Linked DNA regions of Sus scrofa: region 1 is linked to region 2. A link is a contact called in public Hi-C data. All regions are on one chromosome and are shown on one strand. The core of a region is the stretch at or near the end of the contact, and the rest is flanking DNA. Distances in the headings are between cores, read along the strand shown.

Region 1 (6,578 bases), core at 1,736-4,235, 81 kb before region 2:
GGGGCTCGTCCACCAGGGAAGGGAGACGCTGGGGTCCCCACGACCAAGCTCAGTGGCAGCTGCCCTGGAGGTGGGGACCTGGCACCCCCACCGAGGTGCAAGAACGAACAAGCGGGGAGGACACACTGGTGTGCTGTCACCGAGGCCCGCCTCGGCCCCTGCGCACACGTTCCCAGGGACAGAGGGCCACCCTCACGGGCAGCCTCCTGTCCTCCCTCAAGGCAGAGTCGCCTCTTCCGAGGAGCCCGTTCCCGGCGTCATCCGCCCCCGACGCCCCCCCGCCCCAGGGCACACGCTGCACCGCGTCCGCTCTCTCCGGGCCCGGCTGAGCCCGCCTGAGGCAGGGCCAGGACTCCACAGGCGAGCGCCCGCCACTGCCCCGCGAGGCCTGAGCGGGACACGCAGCACCGAGGCCTCGGGCAGCTTGCTGAGGGGCACGGGACGCTCACCACAGGCCGGGGTTCTTCGGGTTCTTCAAGCGGGACTTCTCCAAGATGGCCCGGGCTCGGGTCAGCTGCCCGATCTTCTCCTCCAGCCGGGAGAGCAAAAGCCACAGGGGTGTGGAGTGGGGACATTTCTTCAACTGCGGCCAACAGACACCAGCGGGACAGGGCTCAGCTGGTGTCTGAAGGGGCCGGGATCAGGGCTGCCTGTGCCCAGAGAGCCAGCCACTTCAGGCCCCGGGGGGCGCCCGCGCACGCGGGTGTGGACTCTGCAGCCTGGGCGTGACGTGGGCCGCAGCCCGCCACTCGGCTGGCGCAGCACAGCCGCGTGTGCAGGGCCTGAGCCCACCCCTCCTCCAGCTGGGGCTCCGCAAGGGCCGCCGCCCCCGCCCCCGAGGGGAGGCGCTCTGTCGGCAGCCGGCCCGAGGCTCACCCCCTGGTTGTAGGCTTCCCGCGCCTTCTCCATGAGCTCCTCCTGCTCCTCGATCTGCCCCTTCATCATCCAGAGCTTGGGGAAGTCCTCGTAGTGCTTCAGCGCCTCCTCGCACAGCTCCTGGGCGGCCGCCAGGTTCCCCAGCACCCACTCCAGCTTCACAGACTTCATGAACACCTGGGGGGACGGCGTCAGGCAGCACCTCCCCGGGCGTGCCCGCCCACGGCTCACCCCGCGAGCTGTCCACCCGGCCGCACGCACGCGCTGCTGTAAGCGGGCTCCTGCCCCTTGGAACGGGCCGGGCCACACACACGACTGCACTGCAAAGCTGAGCGCGCCGAGCCAGCTTCGCGTGCCTGCGGCCTCCGTCCCCCCTCCCGCCCCCGAAGCGGGCGGTGGGGCAGCTCTGCTCACCCGGGCTGTGGGCGCGCTGCTCCGCGCCTTGGCCAGCAGCCGGCGGGCCCGCTCATACTCGTTGTTCTCGGATTCCAGCTTCACGGCCGCCAGCCAGATCTCCTCGCTGTTGGGGTTGGCCTGGGGGCAAGCACAGCAGTGTCGCAAAGGGAGCAGGGGGACTCTGCAGCGAAAGCAGCCAGCCTGGGGGCCGGACCAGGCCTCACTCTGCAGCAGGACCCTCTGATCCAAGCCAGAGGGTCCACCAGGCAGCGCCCGGCCCCCAAACGCCGACCTGCCCACAAACGAGGCCGCGTGCCCACGGGGACAGACGCAGCCTCCGTGGCTGCCGGCAGGGCCATCTCCCCCAGGACCCACCCCCGCTTGCAACCCGCCTGCGATCCACCCCACACCCCTGGTGTGAGGACGCGGGCCGGACGCCAGGACGCCTGGGGCTTTGGCATGGCGTGGAGGCCCCCAGGGTTGGGACCCAGCCATGTGCAACCCAGTCCCGCAGACACGTGGGCGGTGCCCTCAGCCTCCAGCAAACACAGCCACCTGCTGGCCACACTCGGCCTGGCCGGGCCACAGGCCTGCCCAGCAGCCCCACAGGGACAGGTGAGGAGAGGAGAGCGCCTGGCGGGAGACAGGCAGCTGAGCACCTGCAGCACTGAGCGCCCTCAACAGGCAGCTGAGGGCAGGAGGTGCCGTCCAGGCCAGTCCCTTCCCTCAGCGTTCACTCAGGGACACGCCAACTTTACCACGTTAGCCTGGGTGACGACACATCGACATGTGCACAGCACGCTACGGTTTGTAAAAACCTGTGTTGCAAACCGCTGCCTGATACTGTGTTGTCATAAAGTATTAGGATATCACACGTGACGACAAAAATCAAGCCCTTAAAAAAAAAACGTCCAACAAGCCTGGCCGGCTGCAGCAGTCTGAACGCAACTCCACCCGCCCACGGGCCTGGCAGCAGCAGGAGGCCCCCGTGCGACCCCGAGGCACACGCCCTGTGCTCCGGGCATGGGGCACAGGCCTTCCTCCTGCAGGCGCTGGGCAATCGAACGTCACGCGGGAGAGTGGTGGTCCCTATGCCCTCCCGTGGGAAGTGTGCCCCAGCTGCTGCTCCACCCCGCCCGCCTCCCCGTGCTGTGTTCTGGAAGAGTGAGCCCGTGGTCACTGAGTGGCAGCAAATGGGAGGAAGGTGTCCGTCGCCTGGGCCCCATCTGCCTGCAGAGCTCCCTGACCACACACAGCCCCTCCGGGGTCAGCTCCTGTCCACGGGCAGGGGAAGGGCTTTGCAGAGGGCCCGGGACACCGGCGCCCTGGGGCCTCGGCCAGCCCCTCGAGGCACCCCTCACCCACCTGGAAGGCCAGAGCCAGGATGCTCCTTGCTGCAGGCACGTCCCCCGCAAGCCACTTGGACTTGGCACCCATGAGCCACAGCACCTCCGCTTTGGGGCAGTGGGCCACCGCCCTCTGCAGCAGGGCCTCCAGGGACTCCCTGCGAGACAGAGGGCTCGGTCACCAGCAGGGCACGCAGGCCGCCTGCAGCGGGCTGCGGGCACTGAAGAGACAGTTACTGCTTCAAAGTCCGGCGCTGTAAATGATTCACTAGATCTTTACGACGGGGAGAGTGTGGGGAAATCGCCTCTCTCCACAAAGGCTCTAAGCTCAACTACTGAAGAGGGCGCCACAAAGCAGCGCATTGTTCAGTCCGAGCCTGGCGGAGGGCTTCTCAAGAGAGTCTTTCACAGCCGCGAGTCTGGGAGCATGATAACTCCGCGGCCTGGGCGACGGGCCTTTTCATCTCTAACCGCAGATCGGCCAATAAAGATTACGACCCGAGTCTACTCTTTGGCATCAGAGAAACTGTCTTCTGGAAGGAAGTTATCTTAGGTCACTACTGAGCAAGAAGCCCTCCAGCCGGGGGTTCGGGGGGAAGCCCCCAGCCTCAGGTGGCTCCCCAGCCCTGGCACAGACGACCTCCTGGGGCCTCAGCAGCAAGACAGAGTGCAGGCTGACACCAGAGCCAAGGCCCCAGGTCCCGACTGGTCAGCCTCTGAGCGGGCAAGACGCCAAGGGCGCCAGAGATGGGGGAGGGGACGGTCCTGAGGCCACATCCCCCAGGAGGGGCCCTGCTGCAGACTGGAACCTGTGCAGGGTGAAGCAGCAAGGTCATCTCAAAAGGTCCCCAAAGGAGTTAACCCCAAGACACACAGCAGCTGGTGGTGGGGGAGGGAACGGGGCTTCGGCAGCGGGTCTGCAAAGACACGCTCAAGACCAAGCCTGAGCAACGTCACAAAGAAATGGGCTCAGAACTCCCAGCTAAACCCGGGTGGGATCAGCAAGGCCCGGGCACTGGGACGGCCGCAGAGGGCCCGGCAGAGGCTGCCCGCTAACTCCAGATGTTGCAACATCTAATTCAATCAGCAGTTACAGCCAACGAGGCAGACCCAAAAGGTGTTTTCAATTAAAGAATACAACTGAAGAAAATTGTCAAGGACCTCCTCAGAGCACAAAAAGCAGCGCAAGCCCAATCTAGCACGGCTTAAATGAAAAACACGCCTGGGCCTCAATGCCGCACCGCCCACACTGCCGAAGCCAGCGCTGGCACAAACGTGGGGCCTGAGGCTCCAGCCTCGCCCCCGGGACCCTCAGACCACCAGGCGTCCCTGGCTCAGCTGCCGGCACTTGGGAGGAGCCTTTAGTGCCCCGGCTGCTCAACTGTGAAAGAACAGCAACGCTGTCGCAGAAGGTGCCATCAAGATAGCCCCGGCTGCAGTGTTCCAAATGCCACAGGAGCTTCTGCCCCTCGCCAGATGGCTGGCCCTCGAATCGGGCCCTCGCCCACCCGTGGGAAGGTGGGGCCTAAACCCCGCACCCGGCACCCTGGCGTCTCGGGGGACGCTCAGGGCAGCAGGCGTACCTGGTGCCGTGGTTCTTCTCAAAGTAGGCAGCTCGCAGCCACACGCTCTTCTTGCTGGGGAAGACCTGCAGCGCGTAGGCGTAGATGGCTCGGGCGCACTCCAGGGCGTTGTGGGCCACACACTACGTACGGCAGAGAGAGGAGGGCGTGAGGGGCCCGCCCCCGACCCGGGAGCAGGGCACCCGCCAGAAACCGTGCAGTGGGAAGGTCTCCAGAGGGAAAGCCCAGCAGGACGGGGGCACCAACAGCAAAACGCAAGCAGGAGGGGCTGCGACGAGGCTGCCTGCTGGCCGCAGGGGCACCGGCTGCCCCACAGGCTGGCTCCCATTAAAAAATAAGTGTCGTACGTGTTCTCCATTTAAAAAGTTACGCTCACTGGAAATGTGTAAAACACTAAGGGAAACCAAAAGCCCACCCATCCCAACAGACCTGCCACAAACACTCCCGGGCCTCTAGGCCTCTTCTCCGGCCTCGCGTGATGTCAGCCTCGGTGCGCATCAAGGCGACACAAGAAAGCCAGTTGCTGCCTGCAGCAGTGCCCCCTGGGGGTCAGGACCCCTGGACAATCACAGGAAAAGGCTGGCAGCTGTCCTTACTGAGCCTCACGCAGGGCCGAGACCATGCCTGGCACAGACCTCACGCTGGCAGGTGCTGCCAGCGCTCCTGCACAGGAGGCGGCACAGCTCCAGGCGAATAAGAAGCCGCCAGAAGCAGCAGAACGAGGCTCTGCACGTGTGAACACCCACACAGCCTGGACCAAGAGCAGGTGTCCTGCAGGAGGGCTCCGAGCCACCCAGGGCCACCTGGCAGCCTGGCTGGGCCGTTAGCAAGCCTCCTGATTGCAAGGACATCCAGCTGGAAACAGGCAGGAAGCGGGGAAAAAGGGAGGTCTCCTCCTTCAGACCCGGGTCCCTGACTCAACCACCAGAGGCCGGGAACCCAGTGCAGGTGCGTCCTGACCAGGGGCTCCGGAAGCAGGCAGGACCCCACCTCAGCCGCCCACGAGCCCCCGGTTCCCCCTGTGACTTCCGACAAAGGCCCTGGAGGGCAGTTACAAAAAGGCCCTGGGGCCTATGTGGCCCCATGGGATTAAGTGACCGCTGCCCAGGGTCCAGGGTGTGGGTGTGTGGGCCGGGCCCACCCCCAGGGGGAGCTCTGGAAGAACTCCACGTTTCTAAGCACAAAAGGGCCTCGGTTCTTCCTGCAGAAATACAAGCACAGAAGAGAGTGGTGCCTGCTCCAGGCTAAGTGAAGAGACACAGAAACCAGAGTTTCAAAGGGCTTCAGAGTTCTGTACCCACAGCCCATCCCTGTGGGGTAGCGCCTGCCGTGGCCCCCAGTGCTGTCAACAGTGACGAGGAAGGTAGGATCAGAAGGGCTCAAAGAGTTCCCATTGTGGAGCAGTGGAAACGAGTCCGACTAGTATCCGTGAAGATGCGAGTTCAATCCCTGGCCCTGCTCAGGGGGCTGGGGAGCCAGCATTGTTCTGGCTGTGGTGTAGGCCAGCAGCTGCAGCTCTGATTTGACCCCTAGCTCTGATTTGACTGCTATAGGCCGAGAGTGCGGCCCTAAAAGATAAAAAGGACGGGGGGGGGCCTCAATGACTGGGAGTGGGGGCCCTTCCCCCTCTCACTGGAGAGGCTGGGAGCATCTTAGGTCTTTCTTACACTTTTCTGTCTAAAATGTCCCGTAACGAAAAGGCTTAAATCACGAGGGCAGGAATTCGGGCACACTCAGTGTGGTGGAGGCACCTGGGTCCCTCCCACGTGCTCACAGCCAGCTGCAGCCTGTGTCCCCAGACTGGAGGAGGGAGAGGAGAGCTCCCCACTGCTGCAGAACCCAACCGTCAACCCTACCTAGTAAAGCACCGAGAAAATCACCGCCTGCCAGATGCCGCGGTAACACCTGAGACAGGCCACCACTGTTGTTAACGGAGCTGCAAACGTTACAGGAGTCGCAGTGTCATCCCCCCCCCCAACGAAATACCCGCTAGTTACAAGGACACAGGAGTCGTCCAGTGGAGGGATCAGGAGACAGCACCTGAGCTGGACAGAGCTGAATGTGCCCCTGCTCGTGGACACGTCGCAGAGACCAAGGAAGCTGTGCCCTCAAAAAAGGCAGACCAGGAGTTCCCGTCATGCTGCAGTGGAGACGATTCTGACTAGGAACCATGAGGTTGTGGGTTCCATCCCTGGCCTCGCTCAGTGAGTTATGGATCCAGCATTGCCATGAGCTGTGGTGTAGGTCGCAGACGTGGCTTGGAGCTGGCGTGGCGTGACTGTGGCTGTGGCTGTGGTGTAGCCTGGCAGCTATAGCTCTGATTAGACCCCTAGCCTGGGAAGCTCCACATGCCGCAGGTGCGGCCCTGAAAAGGCTG
Region 2 (6,802 bases), core at 1,466-3,965:
GAAAATAAAATGAGCCCCACTGCCATCTGAGCGACAGCGGGCTTTGCCATCAGGGCGTGAGGACTCAGTGCCTGGTTCTGAAGGCTTCTCGACACAAGGACCCCCCCGCCTCCTGCAGCCCAGGCAGGCCTGCACAGGACCCTCGACCCTTGGTGGGTGGCAGGCCCTTTTTCTGACGCTGGTGAGGTAGTGGCATAGTCTAGGCCACTCTCCATCACTAAGTATTCTGTCCATTTAGTTCACAGCAGAGGTACCATGACTTTGTCTGGTTTAACGACAAGGAGCTAAGTGGTTTTTTTGATCCTTGACAACTGCTCTAGAAACACCAACCTGACAAACATTTTTAGTCTCAGTGACTCAGCACCTACTAAACAGTTGCTGGCTTTCAGACCCCATCCCTAGAAAAATATCAATAACACCTTTGCGTCTGCTCTTTAAAGCAAATGACCAGACATCCTGCGGCAGTCAGCTACTTAATTTGACTAAAGAGAACTCCCTGGGGAGCTTGCCCGTCTCACCCCAGTTGTGACTCACCAGCACCACTTAAGAGTGGCTGAGGGCCAAAGAGATGCCACTGCACGAGTGTGGCATCTCCCGTCTCAGAGCCACCAAGGAAACACATACCCTGGAGGAGTCGCTAGGCAAGCCACTCTGCTGTATCACCTGCTGCTGCTTTTTTTTGGCCTCACCTGCATGCAGCACACGGAAGTTCCTGGGCCAGGGATCCAACCTGCACCACAGCTACAACCAGAGCTGCAGCAGTGACAATGACAGATCCTTAACTCACTGAGCCACCAGGGCACTTGAAGATTTTCTTTTTTTTTTTTTTTTTGTCTTTTTGCCATTTCTTGGGCTGCTCCCGTGGCATGTGGAGATTCCCAGGCTAGGGGTCGAATCGGAGCTGGAGCCACCGGCCTACGCCAGAGCCACAGCAACGCGGGATCCGAGCTGCGTCTGCAACCTACACCACAGCTCACGGCAACGCCGGATCCTTAACCCACTGAGCAAGGGCAGGGATTGAACCCGTAACCTCATGGTTCCTAGTCAGATTCGTTAATCACTGTGCCATGACGGGGACTCCAAGATTTTGTTTTCTTAATTTTTCTTTTCTTTTTTTTTGGGGGGGTGCAGGGGGCTAGAGTGTACAGCAGCTTGACATGGGATCTAGATTCCCAGAGCAGGGACTGAACCCAGGCTGCAGCAGGGAATGCACAAAGTCCTAACCGCTGGACCACCGGGGAGCTCCCATTTTCGGACGTTTCTATAGTGAGCAGGTATACTTCAACGATTTAAAGAAATAAACGTTTTTCTAATACAGGAAAAAAATAACCATCTTACAGATTTTGCCCGAGGAATAAACTGCGGACTGTCCCCTTGGCGCCTGGCTCGTGCCACGGCCTCCATGGTGGCCGTTTCTTCCACGCTCTCGTGTCCTGCCTGCTACCGGCCCCTCTCCCCCCGACCCCCACGTTCAGCACCCCAGGCACAGAGCTCCAAGCTCATCACCTCAAGAAGCCCCAAGGGCCTTGGGACCAGGTATTCTCCGCACAGGCCTTGAGGCCCTGAGGTCCAGGACGCGCCTGCTGTGGTGAGTGGGGGGTCCTCACCTAGGTCTGTATCCCCCCAGGGGGATGAGACAGAATTCAGTGTGTGGTTTTTGTGAGCTTTTTTTTTTTCTTTTCTGGTCTTCTGTCTTTTTTCAGGGCCGCACTTGTGGCATGTGGAAGTTCCCAGGCTTGAGGTTGAATCAGATCAAAGCCGTAGCCTCAGGCCTACACCACAGCCGAAGCAACGCCAGATCCGAGCAGCGTCCGCGACCTACACCACAGCTCACGGCAACGCCAGATCCTTAACCCACTGATAGAGGCCAGGGATCAAACCCACAACCTCATGGTTCCTAGTCAGATTCATTTCCGCTGCACCACGAAGGGAACTCCAGGTTTGGTTTTGTTTTGTTTTTTTGCATTTTAGGGCCATGCCTGTGGCATATGGAAGTTCCAGGGCCAAGGGTCAAACTGGAGCTGCAGCTGCCAACCTACACCACAGCCACGCCAGATCTGAGCTGCGTCTGCGACCTACGCTGCAGCTTGCGGCAATGCTGGATCCTTCACCCAGTGAGAGAGGCCAGGAATCCAATCCACATCCTCAAGGACACTGCGTGGGGGTCTTAACCCACTGGGCCACAACAGAACCTGGGCCCGTTTTAACTACATTTCGAAGGTGCTCTCAAGCCCCAGGGCAGGAGTCGGAAGCATCGTACCTTCAGAAACCAGGGGCACCTGTGCAAAGCTGTGGTGTGCCCTGGCGACTGCCAAGCAGACCAGCAGCTGGGCACAAGCGGGAACAGTGAGACCCCACAGTCAGGCTTGCCGACCGTAGGAAGCAGGGATCAGGTAAGAGGGAGGGTCTTCTGGAAGATACACAGTCTGTCCCCCTGTCACCAGCCCACTCAGGTCCTTCACCAACAGCCCACTGGCTGCAGCACCAAAGCCCAGCTCCCCGGTCTGCCTGCCGAGGTCCTGGAGGACACAGCCTCCTCCTGCCGCTGCACCCGCTGGGCCTCATGGCCTGATACTAGCTCGGAGGCCAAGGCAGTGCTGCCCAGAGTCCTGGGCTCTCCTTGCCACCCTGCCCCCTGGTCCCGGAAGGCCTGTCCCAGCCACTCACCCCACGGACGCACGGCAGAGCCCTGCACATTCTATGAAGCCGCCCTGGGCCTTGAGCATGTGTCTGTGTTGTTTGCTCAACAAATGTTTACAAAGCTTCTGCCACGTCCCACACTCTTCCCTCAAAGCTGGGAATTTAGCAGTGACCAAAATAAACGAAACAGACAAAAAAATCCCTGTCCTCACGGGCCACGCTTGTGCTTCTCAGGAGACAGACACCTCCGGGGGAAAGGGACAGGCACACGGAATTGTGCCTGTGTTTGCAGACGCAGTCTTGGCATGCGGCGAACGTTGCAGAGTTGCTGTTGAAGTCAAACCACAATCAAAGGAAGCAGTCAGATACCAGCTTTGAGATCTGAAAACATCTGAAAAGGAGGGCTCTTCTGGTTCTGCTTAAATACTTTCTCATGTCGTATTTGATGCACAGAAAGGAATGCATGGACCATACAAGTCAGGACACAGTGAGAAAGACCACAAGCCCGTCCTTCAATTTAAAACTAGAAAATTACTGGTAACTGTGAAACTTCCTGCATTCTCCCCACACGAGAACCAATATTTATTACAATCCCTTAAATTTAAAAATTTTCTTTTTCAGCCACCCTGTGGCATATGGAGTTCCCACGTCAGCGATCAGATCTGAGTGGCAGTCACAACCCAAGATGCAGCTGTCCCAGGGCCGGGGATCGAACCTGCGTCCCAGTGCACCCTGGGTCCCAGTGCCGCTGATCCCGCTGCGCCACAGTAAGAACTCCTACCATCCCTTCCTTTAAAAAAAAAAATCTACCTCATGATTCTCCCCAAACACTATTCTGTTTAGGTTTTTTTTCCCCCCTTCTTGGCTCCACCCATGGCATGCGGAGGTTCCCGGGCTAGGGGTGGAATCGGAGCTGCAGCTGCTGCCTACGCCAGAGCCACAGCAAGGCCAGATCTGAGCCACGTCTGCGACTTACACCACAGCTCATGGCAACGCCGGATCCTCAACCCACTGAGTGAGGCCAGGGAGGGAACCTGTATCCTCATGGATACTTAGTCGGGTTCGTCACTGCTGAGCCATGACAGGAACTCCTTTGGATGAGAGGTGTTCAGATCTAGTCCCCTAGCAGCTGTCAAACATACACTACAGTACCGACTGCAGTCAGCACACTGCACACCCGGCCCCGCGACGCTGGATGTGTAACTCTGAGTCGACACCTTTCTGCCCACCTTCACCCGTTCTGCCCATTTTCTTCTTCAACCCAAAATTTACTTAGAGGTCTGTTTTCCCCAGGTAATCTGTGGGATATATACCCACGTTTTTACTCCCGGATCCCACGCCCTCTGGTCAGGCAGCACGGCAGCCTCTGTGTCATCTCTCTGGGACTGACTTTGCTCAGCAAGCACACGGCCTGCGTATCAGTGACTATGAGCTCGAGTCATCACATGTGTGAAAACATCTATATTCTGCCCTAAAGCTAAAATCACATTTTGGGCATAGAACTCTAATCCTAGTTATTCCAAGCAGGTTTTTTTGTTTGTTTGTTTTATTTGTTGGTTTTAACGGCTGCACCTGCAGCACAGCATATGGAAGTTCCCCGGGCCAGGGACTGAATCCAAGCGGCTGCAATTGGATTCTTAACCAACAGCACCACAGCAGGAACTCTGACAAGGAGGATTGTAAAAGCAGTTAGAAGGTAATCCCTTGAGCCACACCGCCTGGTGTGCAGAGAGGTTTGCTCCCCACGCCCCCGAGGACAGAAAGTGGTGGCCTTCCCACGGCCACACTGAGGACGCCGCGCTGTCTCTGGCGATGCTCCTCAAGATGCAGAGGTTTCCAGGCTGCCCCTGGGTGCTCACCAGCCTCCCCGCACACGGTGGGCCGCCCCAGGAATGTGGCTGGACAGGCAGCCTAGAAAGCCACTGTGTTGCCAGGGGCAGAGGACAAAGTGCCCAGAGGAGAGCTCCAGGTCACAAAGACAGTACATCATACAATAGGCAGTCTGACAATACGACGCTAAGGAGCTCCCGTGGTGGCACAGCGGAAAGGAATCCGACTAGGAACCGAGAGGTGGCGGGTTCGATCCCTGGCCTCGCTCAGTGGGTTAAGGACCTGGCATTGCCATGAGCTGTGGTATAGGTTGCAGACGCGCCTTGGATCTCATGTTGCTGTGGCTGTGGTGTAGGCCGGCAGCTACAGCTCCAATTGGACCCCTAGCTTAGGAATCTCCATATGCCATGGGTGTGGCCACAAAAAGCAAAAATAAAATAAAATAAAATAAAACTAAAAAATAGAAATACAGATGCTAAGAAAAAGGCTGTGAGGAACCTGGGGAGAGAGGAGCCCTACTCTAGAAAGAGAAATGTAACCAGAGGAAGGAATCCAGGCTCTGAAATAAACACTGTTTCCACAAGTGGAAATAATGTAAGCATTTTATGGGTTTTCAGCAATAATGTTACGGAAGGCAAGTGTACTGTTAGGAAACACAACCTGACCTTCTCTGCCTTGACAGCGTAAAGGGACAAGGGCAGCAGCAGTCAGAGGAGGGGAAGAAAAGGAAGAAAGGCCGACACCCTCTAGCCAGTCCGAGGCCAGAGCCCTGTCACACGGGAGACAAGGATGCTGCCACCTCCAGTCAGGACAGGGGACCGGTGATTCATCAGGTGACGGCTGGGGAGGCAGTGGGAAGACACAGCCGGCGAGACGCCCCTTGGGGGGTGGGGGGGTGCGCCCTGGGGCGGGCACTGCTGCTTTGTCTCCTAAACCCACAGAAGCGAAACCTTGCTACCCACAAAAACATTAAAGACAAAACACAACCGGTGTTTCAGTGACAGCTGACCTCTCTTCTTCGAAGGAATCTTCATTGAAAATCCATGATGAACCTCGTAAAAACCTGCCAGAGGACATTCAGGAAGCAGCCGGGGCTGGAGCACCTGCTGCCCTCAAGACAAGGGAGGGCCACTGCTGGGGACACTGGGACACAGCAGTTACAGTTTGCACGTGCAATTGAACCGTCATCGATCCCAAGAGATGTGAATGTGCTGCCCGACGGGAGGGACTGGCCACCACTGAACTCCAGAGACAGATGAGCACAGAGCGTGAGGCAGACGCAGAGCTGGCCAGGCGCACGGAATCACGCCGAGGACCGCCGTCCTGGTAGCCGACTCCTGACCTGAAATGAACTCCAAGTGTAAGGAATCCCCCAATTCTTTAGGAAAACAGAGGAACCCTAAAGCATTCACCTTTCTTCCTTAAGTCTAAGAAGAATGAAAAGCCACAGTGATGCTGAACCTTAAAACAGGGAGAATTAAGTGAGAAAGATGAAGCCTCCCATGTTACCAACTGAGCAGCGCCCCGCGCACCGGCATCCCCTCCGTAAAGGTCCACTGAGTTCATTTATCACTAGGGACTCACGTCCAGGAAGCAAATGGACCTTTCTTTCCTAAACCGATGCTCGTGCACGAGTCAAAAGGAAAAGGAGATCAGACGCCGAGGAAAATAACTATAAACATGTGCGTGAACACGAGGCGCGTCAAAGGAGCTGAACATTCTCCAGCGCCTACGACTCGCAGAGGCGATACCACGGGCCGTCGCGGAAGGGGGCACCTTCTGGCCTTGCTGCTCAGCCTGCCCGAGGGGCACCCGGCAGGGGTGAATCGGGTGACACCAGGGAGACCCCGGGCACGAGGGCAGGGCAGCACTGCCTCTGTGTGGGAGCCTGAAACAAGCTAGAACCCTGGCATCCGGAACAGGGTGGGCAGATCCAGAGCACTTCCAGCAGCACAGCCCTGGCGCCAGCAGGCACTCGCCTCTGCCCAGGGCTGGAGGGAAGGACCCCAGGCAGACCACTGCTACAACCAGACACTTCCAGACACCTTCACATGTCCCCAGTCTAAAAAGAAACCAGAGAGCAGCCGACAACAGTGTTTTGCAGGGAGGGGGAGCAGTGGAGCTACTGGGTTGTTGGTGCTCCAGCCTCATCACACCTAACGTCTCGGGGCACTGCAGCCACAGGCTCTTCAACCCAGGCAGCTGGCTGCTGCCCTGGGCTCTCTGCAGACTGGGCCTGAGGGTAGCACACAGACCGGGACACACAGAGGAATTTGCACCACGACAGAAAGGCCATAATGTGTCGGGCAACCAAGGACAAGTCCATGTTCGT

The links. Hi-C and Micro-C count contacts between places; a contact is called where the count stands out from the background.
Region 1: a contact with region 2 is called in a Hi-C map of fetal liver, with 1.8 times the contacts expected there. The contact joins two enhancer-like sites. A contact is called at or near these places in 3 of 47 Hi-C or Micro-C datasets (epiblast stem cells, fetal liver and undifferentiated spermatogonia).

Annotation. Positions count from the first base shown.
Region 1 is chr17:62,845,883-62,852,460 of Sscrofa11.1, reverse strand. PRPF6 (pre-mRNA-processing factor 6) reads right to left here. Exons shown (of 21, transcript XM_021077613.1): 13 at 4,202-4,323; 14 at 2,638-2,776; 15 at 1,291-1,410; 16 at 877-1,053; 17 at 450-583. Among named protein-coding and RNA genes, the nearest start is that of TCEA2, 17 kb to the left of the region's middle. Within about 2 kb of position 2,985, at least 9 of the 83 cell types and tissues checked have an H3K27ac peak or open chromatin away from gene starts, as enhancers often do. A contact at or near this core is called in fetal liver, where this site is marked.
Region 2 is chr17:62,764,459-62,771,260 of Sscrofa11.1, reverse strand. The region is part of intron 1 of DNAJC5 (dnaJ homolog subfamily C member 5); the gene reads right to left. Among named protein-coding and RNA genes, the nearest start is that of DNAJC5, 13 kb to the right of the region's middle. Within about 2 kb of position 2,715, at least 2 of the 83 cell types and tissues checked have an H3K27ac peak or open chromatin away from gene starts, as enhancers often do. A contact at or near this core is called in fetal liver, where this site is marked.